3 separate regions of the Zea mays genome follow, and regions 1 and 3 are each linked to region 2. A link is a contact called in public Hi-C data. All regions are on one chromosome and are shown on one strand. Each heading gives the region's core, a stretch centred on a gene start, on an enhancer-like site or on the middle of the called end of the contact. The rest is flanking DNA. Distances are from core to core; before and after follow the strand shown.

Region 1 (2,946 bases), core at 225-2,724, 200 kb after region 2:
CCATAATTAGACTCAAGAATCCAGCCACTCTGATTTTTAACATGGTAGTCAGATCTGCTAATTAGTGGTGGTTATGACTGTTAAACATACGTGCAATTTATTTGGTGTATTTAGTGGTGGTTATGAGTACGTGTGGTGATTTAGTTAGGTAGGTGTTGTAAAATTTAAACTGGTGGATTATATAGCGATATAGAAATAAAGACAACCCACTTTAAAACATGAAGACACGTACCTCATGTTGTAAAGATAACGATGGTACGTCATGTGGTGACACAAAGATCACGACCTGAGTTCACACACGTTCAGCTGGATCTATGGGCCTGTTTGGTTCAGCTTTTTTCTGACCAACTTTTCTGAAAATCTGGCTGTGGGAAGAATCTGGCTATGGGGAGAATCTGAGTATCATTACGATTACGTATGGAAGAAGATAAAGTTGTTCATAGGGCTCAGGATTTAGAAAGTGACGGATTCCTGCTATTACAACGACTCAACCGATTATGTGTTTATGTTGATTTTGGATGGTTTTTGTCCCAACAAATTTTATAGAAGCTGGCTGAAAAGCTGACCGTTTGACAGGCCGCAGCAGCTTTTGGTGGCTAGAAGCTGCTAGAAGCCGAAACAAACAGGTCATATGTCATGTAGCCATGATCCGCGTCCATCTTTTTGTTTATTAGCGAGGAGGATCCAGCCTGCGTCTTTTCTTTACTTGGACGGGAAATAGGGTTAGATATTGATCCAACTCGATTTGGTTCGTCTGAGTTCGAACTAACTCGTTAAGATCACGAGCTAATCTAGCTTGGCTCAATTTATTAAGCTAACGAGTCACACAGTCAGCTCAGTTTGCCTTATTTAGTTCGCGAGTAAGAACATAAAAAACAATATAATAATAATAATAATAATAATAATAATAATAATAATAATAATAATAATAATAATAATAATAATAATAATAATAATAAATTTCTAGTTAATTTCAAACTAATTTAACAATATAAATACTAATTATGCTTATAGTTTCATATATCACATCAATGAAACACCAAATTAACAAAACCTATCGCTTATCAATTTACAATTCACAGACATGTTCATTAATTTAATCCATATTTATATTCGTATAAACCAATTTAATACATAGATATAGTTTATCAATTATTAGTTTAATTCATACGTCATAGACACCACACATACATATAATATGTTTATTAATTATTACATGATTGATATATATAGTTTCGTTTTTAAATGTGGTGGCTTGATTAATTCGTGAGCTGACTCGTTAATAAATTAAGATGACTCATTAATAAACCGAAATAAAATATTAATTTAATTTTTAAAAAAATTGAAACGAGTCGATCCAAAACGAGCGAGGGAGTAAAGTGAACGAAACGGCGAGTCGACGAACGCGGTTGCAGGCTGCCACCCGCAATAGACTAGCGGACCCGATCCGTTGACAGCCAGCCCCCTGTTGCCCCCGCTTTTCCTTCTTCGCTGGGCGCCTGGGCCCTCCCCTCCCCCTCATTTCTCCCTGCCCTTGCCTCTTCTCCCCTGTCGCCGGCGAGAGCTCGGGCGGAGACGCCGCAGCACCCGCAGGAGAGCTTTTCTCCCCGGGAAACAAGGAGACCTCCGGAGGGCTCTTCCTTCCACGAGGTTAGATCAGAGGAAAGCCACTCCCTTTCCCTTCTCCATCCATCTCCTGTTTTTTGTTTTTTCCATTTATTATCTATTCATTTTTTAGCATTCCTGTGAAAAAGTTCTGGGTGCGTAATGGATTTGTCGAGGTCTTATCTGCTTTGGTCGGAGGAGGTTTTCTTCCGTCGTTTCAATTTCTCGAAGAGAAGATCGAGTTGTCGTGGGAGAAATCATCTCCTTCTTGCTACTACTGATAAAGAAGAGTGCCTTTTCATTTGGTCCCCGCGGTTTAGGTTTTTGTTCCTGTGTAATACTCCTACTAGTTGCTCGGTGTGAATTCTGACGAGCGTTTATAATAAATAAATAACTTTGAATTCCATCCGTTTTCAGGGCTGCGGCTGTTGGATTGTGCTGAAAGATCTCAGTTTTTATCTCCAAGGAAGGATTACTCATCGCGAATCCGGATCTGTCGGTGGTGGAAACTGGAAAGTTGCCACTTTTATGAGGCGAGGCTGTGAGGAACCCGTGTCCCTCCCGTGGATGTGGTGAGCCCTGATTGGCGCACCAGGCGAGAAGGGGCAGGAGCCCAGTAGGTGGTGACAGAGCAGGGTGAGAGGGAGAACCGGAGAAGAGAGGTAGCCGGTATACAAGACAAGCAGGCAACTATAGGAAGGACGAAGGAAAAGGAGAGGAGGGAGCTCTCCATGGGGGAGCCCCTCCTCGCCTCCCTCTCTATGGAGAACAGCAACAGCCACCCCTGCACGCTCCTCTCCATGGACCCTGCCGGCTCGCACCTGGCCTCCGCCGAGTCCTCGGGCGGCGGTAGCGCCGCGACCAATGGGGTTGGCAATGGTGTTGACCGGGAACTCTTTGTCATTCCGCGGCGTGAGTCGGCGCACCCTGTTCCGCCGGACATCAACCTCCCGCTCTCTGCAGATCACTCACCGCTGCCTCCGTCGTGGAGCCTCGACACGTTCGACATACTTGATGTCACTCTTGGAACACACAACTACGAGTCTGAGGTTGCGCTTACGCTTCCAAAGCCGACCGGCAACGGCAATGGCAGTGCCGCTATCGGCGTCGGCGCGAGGAAATACGCTAAGAGAGGCGACAGCATCTGGGGCGCGTGGTTCTTCTTCAATAACTACTTCAAGCCTGCACTTGTGGAGAAGTCAAAGGGGAAGATGGTGCGAGACGCGTCCAGGAACATCTCGGGCTTTGACAAGTCTGATCTACGTCTTGATGTCTTCCTGGTGCAGCATGACATGGAGAACATGTACATGTGGGTTTTCAAGGAGCGGCCCGACAATGCCC
Region 2 (3,417 bases), core at 649-3,148:
CATGTCTCTTGTCAGAGAGCATCTTTGTGGACCGTAGGCGACGGCGAAACCCAAAGAATTGAAGAATACCCCACCGGCACCCGTGCAATTCCTTGCTGTAGAATGCAGAATCCTGATGGTGCAACAGCTGGGCCATTTGGTGTTCTCCCACCAGCAAAGAAGAGGGGGGTGGTTCCTTATGAGCACCACCCTTGCAAAATAAGGGACACGGTTTCAGCTTCGCTCAACTTTCCCACCTGTCATGAACAGCAACAGACTGTCCACTGATTAACAAACCTAATGTCTATCCCGCTCCATTTAAATCATTGCCACCAGACCATACACGAAAAGTGTATGTGCATTGCGTTAAAAAAAAAGTGTCTGCGCCTAACAAACTTAATACAGGAAAAGATGGTCTCCAAACAAAGTGTCCACAAATTCAGTAAGCTAAAGGAGGAGCTAATCCTGAGAAAACGCATAAAGTAAAGATAGAATATAATTTTTACCATAATCGACTAATGTGCGAATAAAAGCCAGCTTAACAAAGCTTCCCCCCTCCCCCCCACCTTTTCTAGACTAATCAACCAAAGATGCGGACACAACACTCTGCTTTCGGGAAACATGAAGACAGCAAACCCCAACTGCAATGTAAGCATTTATTAAGACAGACTGATTACAAGATATATTTCCCTATCCGTGTTAGTTCGAGTATCCATTGCTAATCAATAATCAGATTATTGCCTCTAATGCTAATCAACGATAAGATGGTTATAGAGGAGTGAGTCATACGCCACCCAGATGAAGAAAAAAAAGATTGTGATTTTCAGGCCGTTTTTTACTTAAGTACTTGTTCCATGGCCAAACATCTCCAGTGCATTTCAGTCGGCAATTGTCTTGCCGCGTTTCTAAATAAATAAAAAAACTCAGTACAAACATAAGGAGAGCGAGGAAGCTTCTAATGGGGAGAGGCAAACTTTGGGAAATATTAGCCACGTGCTAAGCAACATATACTGCTAAGCTCGTGTCCAGTATTTATTGCCAGCATAAATAAGAAATGAACATGAGCAAGAACAGCAAACACAAGTGCCAGCATAAATAAGAAATGAACATAAATAAGATCATGATGCGCATCAACCTATCTGGCTATCTCCAATCAAACAAAGCCAAGAAGAGTGAGGGAGTGAAAGACGCCAGTACGATTGCTCAAAGCTTCACAGGTGGGAGAACACGCTGACGGAGCAATTGCATGACTCCACATGTCACTGGAACCATGAAAAAGGTAAAAAAAAATCAAATCACTTTTTAGCCCCACGTCTCTAACAGGTTCCGTGACAGATTTATTGGTTAGTGCTTACTGTAACTGCTTAATGTCCCCGTCGGGCACAGAACTCGAAAGGAAAAAAAAGCATAGACAGAATGAAACACTAAATCCTGAAGTGCATACAAAAGATGGCATCGAACGGTGGCATCTCTTACCGATCCGAACAAAAAAACGAGGGCATCTTGTTTCCTTCCCAACAAAATCAGCGCGGAACAGAAAAAAAAAACCAAAGTACGAAACCAAATTAAGCACATGTGAAAACGCGTTCCGAAGAACACGAATGGAAACAAACAAGTCGACTCCAGAGCTATCAGCGATCGCGGTTCCGCGGCTCGTATTGGTCCATGAAACCAGCACGAACGGGTGACGCCTTCCCACGAACAGATTAAACGCGCAACGCAAAGCAGCGCCGCCGCCGCCGCCGAGAAGCGGTCGCGAAACACGCAGCGAACTGACCTGGCTGGTTCCATACGACGCCTGAGAGGCCCGCAAATCCGGCAGGTTTCTGAGGCGAGGATCGGAGGCTTGGGAGTTCCGGAAGGGGTTTGTTGGTGAGGACCGAGGAACGGAAACGGGAATGGAAAGAAACGGTGGATCCACGCAGGGAGGGAGAACAGATGCGAGGAGAGGGTGTTTCCGTTAAATTCCGGTCCGTGGCGGGCTTTCCCTGGATGTCCGGGTGGCGGGCGTTGGTAGTTGAAAACTTCTTCTGGTTGAACAGTTTTTTTTTTTTGGGGGCGTGTGTGGAGGGAGGACAAGAGACGTAGCTATGCTGTCCTCTGAAAACTTTGCTGTCTTTTTACCGCATTTATTTAGTTTATTATATAGCTTTTGGATTGGGAAAAACTGATTTAAATAAATATCAATGTCCATAATAAACGATGGACACGGACGCAACACAAAGGGTTATTTCTGCATTAGCTCAAGACCGCCTCAACTTTATGGCTGTATATATTATTAATCACTATAATCTAGCACTAGCAACATGTAAGAATGATGTGTTCGCTCTTCCTGTAATAGTAATTTAGGCAAAAAAAATTGGATTAAGCTAATATGATATGAACCCACAAGATGACGGGGTGTCGCCGTTGTCAACCGCGCCCGGCGAGCAGGAATTGAGGAGGACGGCGGTTGCTGAAGGTGCTGATGTCATAGATTTAAACAGTTTCCATTGACCCATGGGCCATGGCTAGCTTGTGATTTGCGTGCTGCACCCGTCTTTTGGTTTTGGGCACCGACTGCTGCCATACCACACACCACACGTCCACACCGGTGATGGGCATGGGGGTATAAACAGAAAAAAAAAGACAACCTTGGAGTTGCTGCCGAAATTCCAGGCTCGTGATTGGCTCAAGTGTCCCATCCGCAAGTAGCATCGGCCAGACCAGACGCCAATGACCAGCTCAACCCGGTCAATCCTGTCAAACTCAGACGATCTTATTTATATAACCTCGTCAACAAATAAAAAAAAATCAAGGGGTGAACCGAGAGAGAGAGAGAGAATATCCTAAGACCGTGTGGCCGTGGATTCGTTTAGTTTATACGTCCTGAAATGTCAAATATGTTACATGGAGAACCTCCAGTGTGCAGATGTTGGAGCTGTTACGCTGGCTGGCGCTGGAATGCTGGAGAGACACTGCAATTGGGGCTGGTCACTGCTCTCAGCACGTACAGGTCAGTGATCGCCAAGGGACCGGCGGCGACAAAGAGAGAGCAAGCTACGCCTACGGAAGTGACGGTCAGCAGGAAAGTTTCCGGTCTTGAGACGCCTGTGCTTGCCGAGCGCCCAATTGGTCATGAATACGATAGCCGCGGCCACGACGAGGAAGACGTAGCCCGCGCACGGTCTGCGGCGTGGCGACGTTGAACCCGACCCACTGGTAGGTGTAGTTGGCGCACGTCACGCCTTCTCGCTCTAGTCTGACAGGCTGGCCTTCGGGCTGAGGACCACTGGCCTCCCGGCTTTCCCAGGTTTCAAGAGGGAGGGTCGGCCGCTGCCTTGAAGGATAGTACGTACTTCTTAATTAGCTGCATTGGTGGCGGAGAGACAATCGGGTTAGCAGATGACACACATGAGGACAAAAGCTGTACATCCTCCACTGCAGCCTGCAGGGAAG
Region 3 (3,235 bases), core at 628-3,127, 220 kb before region 2:
TGTCAAGTCGTACTGATGGCCTTCTTGTACTGTACCACGCAAGCATTGGGTGATTGATCCAGTTGACAGAGGTAGAGTACAGTACGAGAAGGCGGCATCCAAGGAAACCAGATCTGATAGATAAGAGGTACTAGTGATTTTGTCTGAAGATAGACAGGTCGAGATCGCTCACACAGTAGCTCTGCGTCCTTGGTTCTCAAGTGAGAGACACAGGTGACGTCGGATCTCGGATGGCAGGCAAGGCAGGCAGGAATCCAAAGGACACACTGTTGTGTTCCTGCACCTGGCGTTGGAATGGAAAATGGCCGTGCTCTGGGAGTCCATGCATATGCATGGTACATGTTTACCCTAGGGGCCGGTGACTCGAGTGGATCCACCACACCCACACACGTCACTGGCGTCGAGTACGGGGGTGTGAGTGTGTGACAGCTTCACGTGTGCCGTATTTCCCTCCAGATGCGGCGGTGAGGTGAAATGCCACGACTCACGATGCAAATAATTCCTATGGGACTGCGGTGACAGTACACTTGCAATCATGTTTGTTCTTCGTGGCTAGGAGACTTCAGACTGAGCAGTTTCAGCCTTTTTTTTATTGATGAGCAGCAGGCTATTTGCTTGGCTTTAATTTATATCTACTTTTATTGTACCCGTTTCTATTGAGTATCTTTGTTTATATAGATTATAGATACAACATTCAAACAACTAGATTTAATCCGAAGCGAACATCCCCTAACCTTGTTTGTTTCCTTTAAAATTATATAATCCAGCTTATAGATTATATAAACAACTATTGACATACTTATAAATTATCATAATTTAGGTATGTAAATTCTATAATCCATTTAATAATATGTGTTGTCTATTTATCCCAACTTATTTAAACTAGATTATATAATCTATGGGGAACAAACAGTGCCTAGGACTATCAGCGTCACAGCTCCAAACGATCGACAAGGTAATAAGCTACAAAATCAGAACTTTTTCGGATTGCTATGCAGAAATCAGTTCATGCATGATGATATCATACATGCATGATGATCTCACACTGACGGGACTAGCTGGCTGATGAACATTCAGCCGGCCGCCACTACATGCAGATGCAGGCATGGAATGGAACAGAGAAGTGAGTGAGACGCGCTTACGTTGGTAGGAACCAGCGCGGAGAGGCAGCAATGGCACACGACGCGCCCCTGGAGCGAGCACTGCAGGACCCTGCCCAGCTGCTGCTCCTTCTCGAGCACCGTCTCCAGCTCCGACACCTGCACACAGAGAGAGAGAGAGAGAGAGAGAGCGTCAGCCGAGAGAGTCTGCCGTACGTCCATGGAAGACGAGAGAGTCTGCCGCACTGGGCAGCGCACCTCGAACTCGAGCTCCAGCCGCTTCTCGCGCTGCTCGTCCCTGTCCATGAGGAAGTACATCAGCTTCATCTTGCACCGGCGCACCCGCGGCCTTCTTAAACCCGCGCCCGGGCCTGGGCCCGGTCGCCCGCGCCGCCGGTGGAGCGGGTAGTAACTGCCGCCGCCGGCGGGACGTAATGGCGTCGGCGAGCTCATTTAGTGTTGTGGGGGGGGGGGGGGGGGGGGGGGGTCTCGGCCTCTCGATCGGTCTCTCCGGCGCGGGTAAGAAAAGGAGGATGCGGGGAGTGAGAGAGAGAGCGACGTCTCGCTGCCGCGCCGCCTGTCAGAGCACCGAGAGAAGAACCCCGCGCGGAGGGGTTGCCGCCTCTTTCGGGGCAGACGGCAGAGAGAGATAGGGACTAGGGAGGGAGGCAGCGCAACGGGTGACGGGGTGGCGAGGGCGCGTCGGTGTCGCGTTACGCTTCCCGTGCGGGCACCGGAAATAGCTGGCCGGCCCATGCAGTGCAACGCATGACCGGCTTAAATTCCCCAGCGGTTGACGCAATGCAACGCGCCGAGGGGCTGCGCGAATTTATGCCCGTGACGGCATCTGTTACCAAGGTCACTTTGATGAGGGTTGAGGGGTACAGCCTCACGTTTTCTTTTTTTTCATCTTCAAAATATAAATATATAAATCAGCGGTTTAAACTTTACAAAACTCATCCAATCATAATATTCTCTAAATTCATCAAATAAATTATTTTAAAACATAACACATTCTTAAAACCAACCGTTAAGATTGTTAGATAAACCTTTTCTCTTAATCGCTCAAATACAATATCCAATGTTATTTGAATTATGGCTACTCACACGTCCCTCACGCACAATAAGAGCATCTCCAAGAGACTAGTTAAATGACTCGTCAAGCCAAATTTTGGCTACTTAACAGTAAAATAACTTTCTAACAGACTAGTTATCTGACTCGCCAAGCTATCTGACTCTCCAAATCAGCTCTCTCACTAGCTAAATTTGGCTAGCCACCTGACTAGCAAAATTAGATAAATAGTCTGTTGGAGTAAGATGCTACATATATAATGTAATCTTTATGAAAAGATAAATAGAGAGTTAAATAGAGAGTAAAAAATAAAAAGTCTCTTGGAGATGCTCTAACCCCCCTACCACCTCTCATTATCCCACGGCTCCCCTCCCCTTCTCGTGCCACCTCACCAGCCTCTATCTTTTCTCTCGCCTTCCCGGAACCATAGCGTTAGCATAGATATATAGATTATTCATCTTCAAAGTGCACACTCATTTTATAGTCTTATAAATTTACAGATAATATTAATGTCTCTTTTTATAGATTTATAAAACCATAAAAAACTCCATTATATAAAATATTAGTTTTCACATTTTCACTTAAATAGTAAAAAGGTTAAAATTATACACAAATAGAGATTTAAGATTTAAACTATGGTTGTTCAGATATCTAACCAGTAGAAGACATGTATATCTAACCACCAGTAGAAAACACGTCTTTTTGGTTTATATCTATACTTTGCTAGTTCTAGGAATACGAGACCACCCATGCCGACTTATCTTGAATCGACAGGTTTCATCCCACTAATTAAGCCACGCCCATTCTTGTACGTATGTGTATTTAATTTTAAAAAAAAAGAAGTAAACAATAGTTTTGGACATTGTTTGGATCCGTATTTCATTTGTAAAAACAAGAATAGATATTCAATCCCCTATGCCTGGGGAGATCGAATATATATCGTACAATAATTGTCTGGCTGCCTCCGTGCAACGATTAGCTGACAAGTTGCATTCGCAGATCAGGCTAATCCGTACGGAGCACAGATGACCGGTACAGTTTTGGCAGCATTCGACCAATGTGG

The links. Hi-C and Micro-C count contacts between places; a contact is called where the count stands out from the background.
Region 1: a contact with region 2 is called in a Hi-C map of tassel, with 3 times the contacts expected there. The contact joins the promoter of LOC100279810 here to the promoter of LOC100275570 in region 2. A contact is called at or near these places in 3 of 25 Hi-C or Micro-C datasets (ear, leaf and tassel).
Region 3: a Hi-C map of bundle sheath shows a contact between it and region 2, with 2.7 times the contacts expected there. The contact joins the promoter of LOC100381749 here to the promoter of LOC100275570 in region 2. A contact is called at or near these places in 2 of 25 Hi-C or Micro-C datasets (bundle sheath and endosperm).

Annotation. Positions count from the first base shown.
Region 1 is chr3:17,408,838-17,411,783 of Zm-B73-REFERENCE-NAM-5.0, reverse strand. It overlaps LOC100279810 (SLT1 protein), which reads left to right and starts at 1,474. Exons shown (of 2, transcript NM_001152766.1): 1 at 1,474-1,650; 2 at 2,023-2,946. The coding sequence starts at 2,337.
Region 2 is chr3:17,606,298-17,609,714 of Zm-B73-REFERENCE-NAM-5.0, reverse strand. It overlaps LOC100275570 (Protein TRM32), which reads right to left and starts at 1,898. Exons shown (of 5, transcript NM_001149622.1): 1 at 1,757-1,898; 2 at 1-236. The coding sequence starts at 136.
Region 3 is chr3:17,828,781-17,832,015 of Zm-B73-REFERENCE-NAM-5.0, reverse strand. It overlaps LOC100381749, which reads right to left and starts at 1,877. Exons shown (of 9, transcript NM_001361540.2): 1 at 1,359-1,877; 2 at 1,143-1,259. The coding sequence starts at 1,553.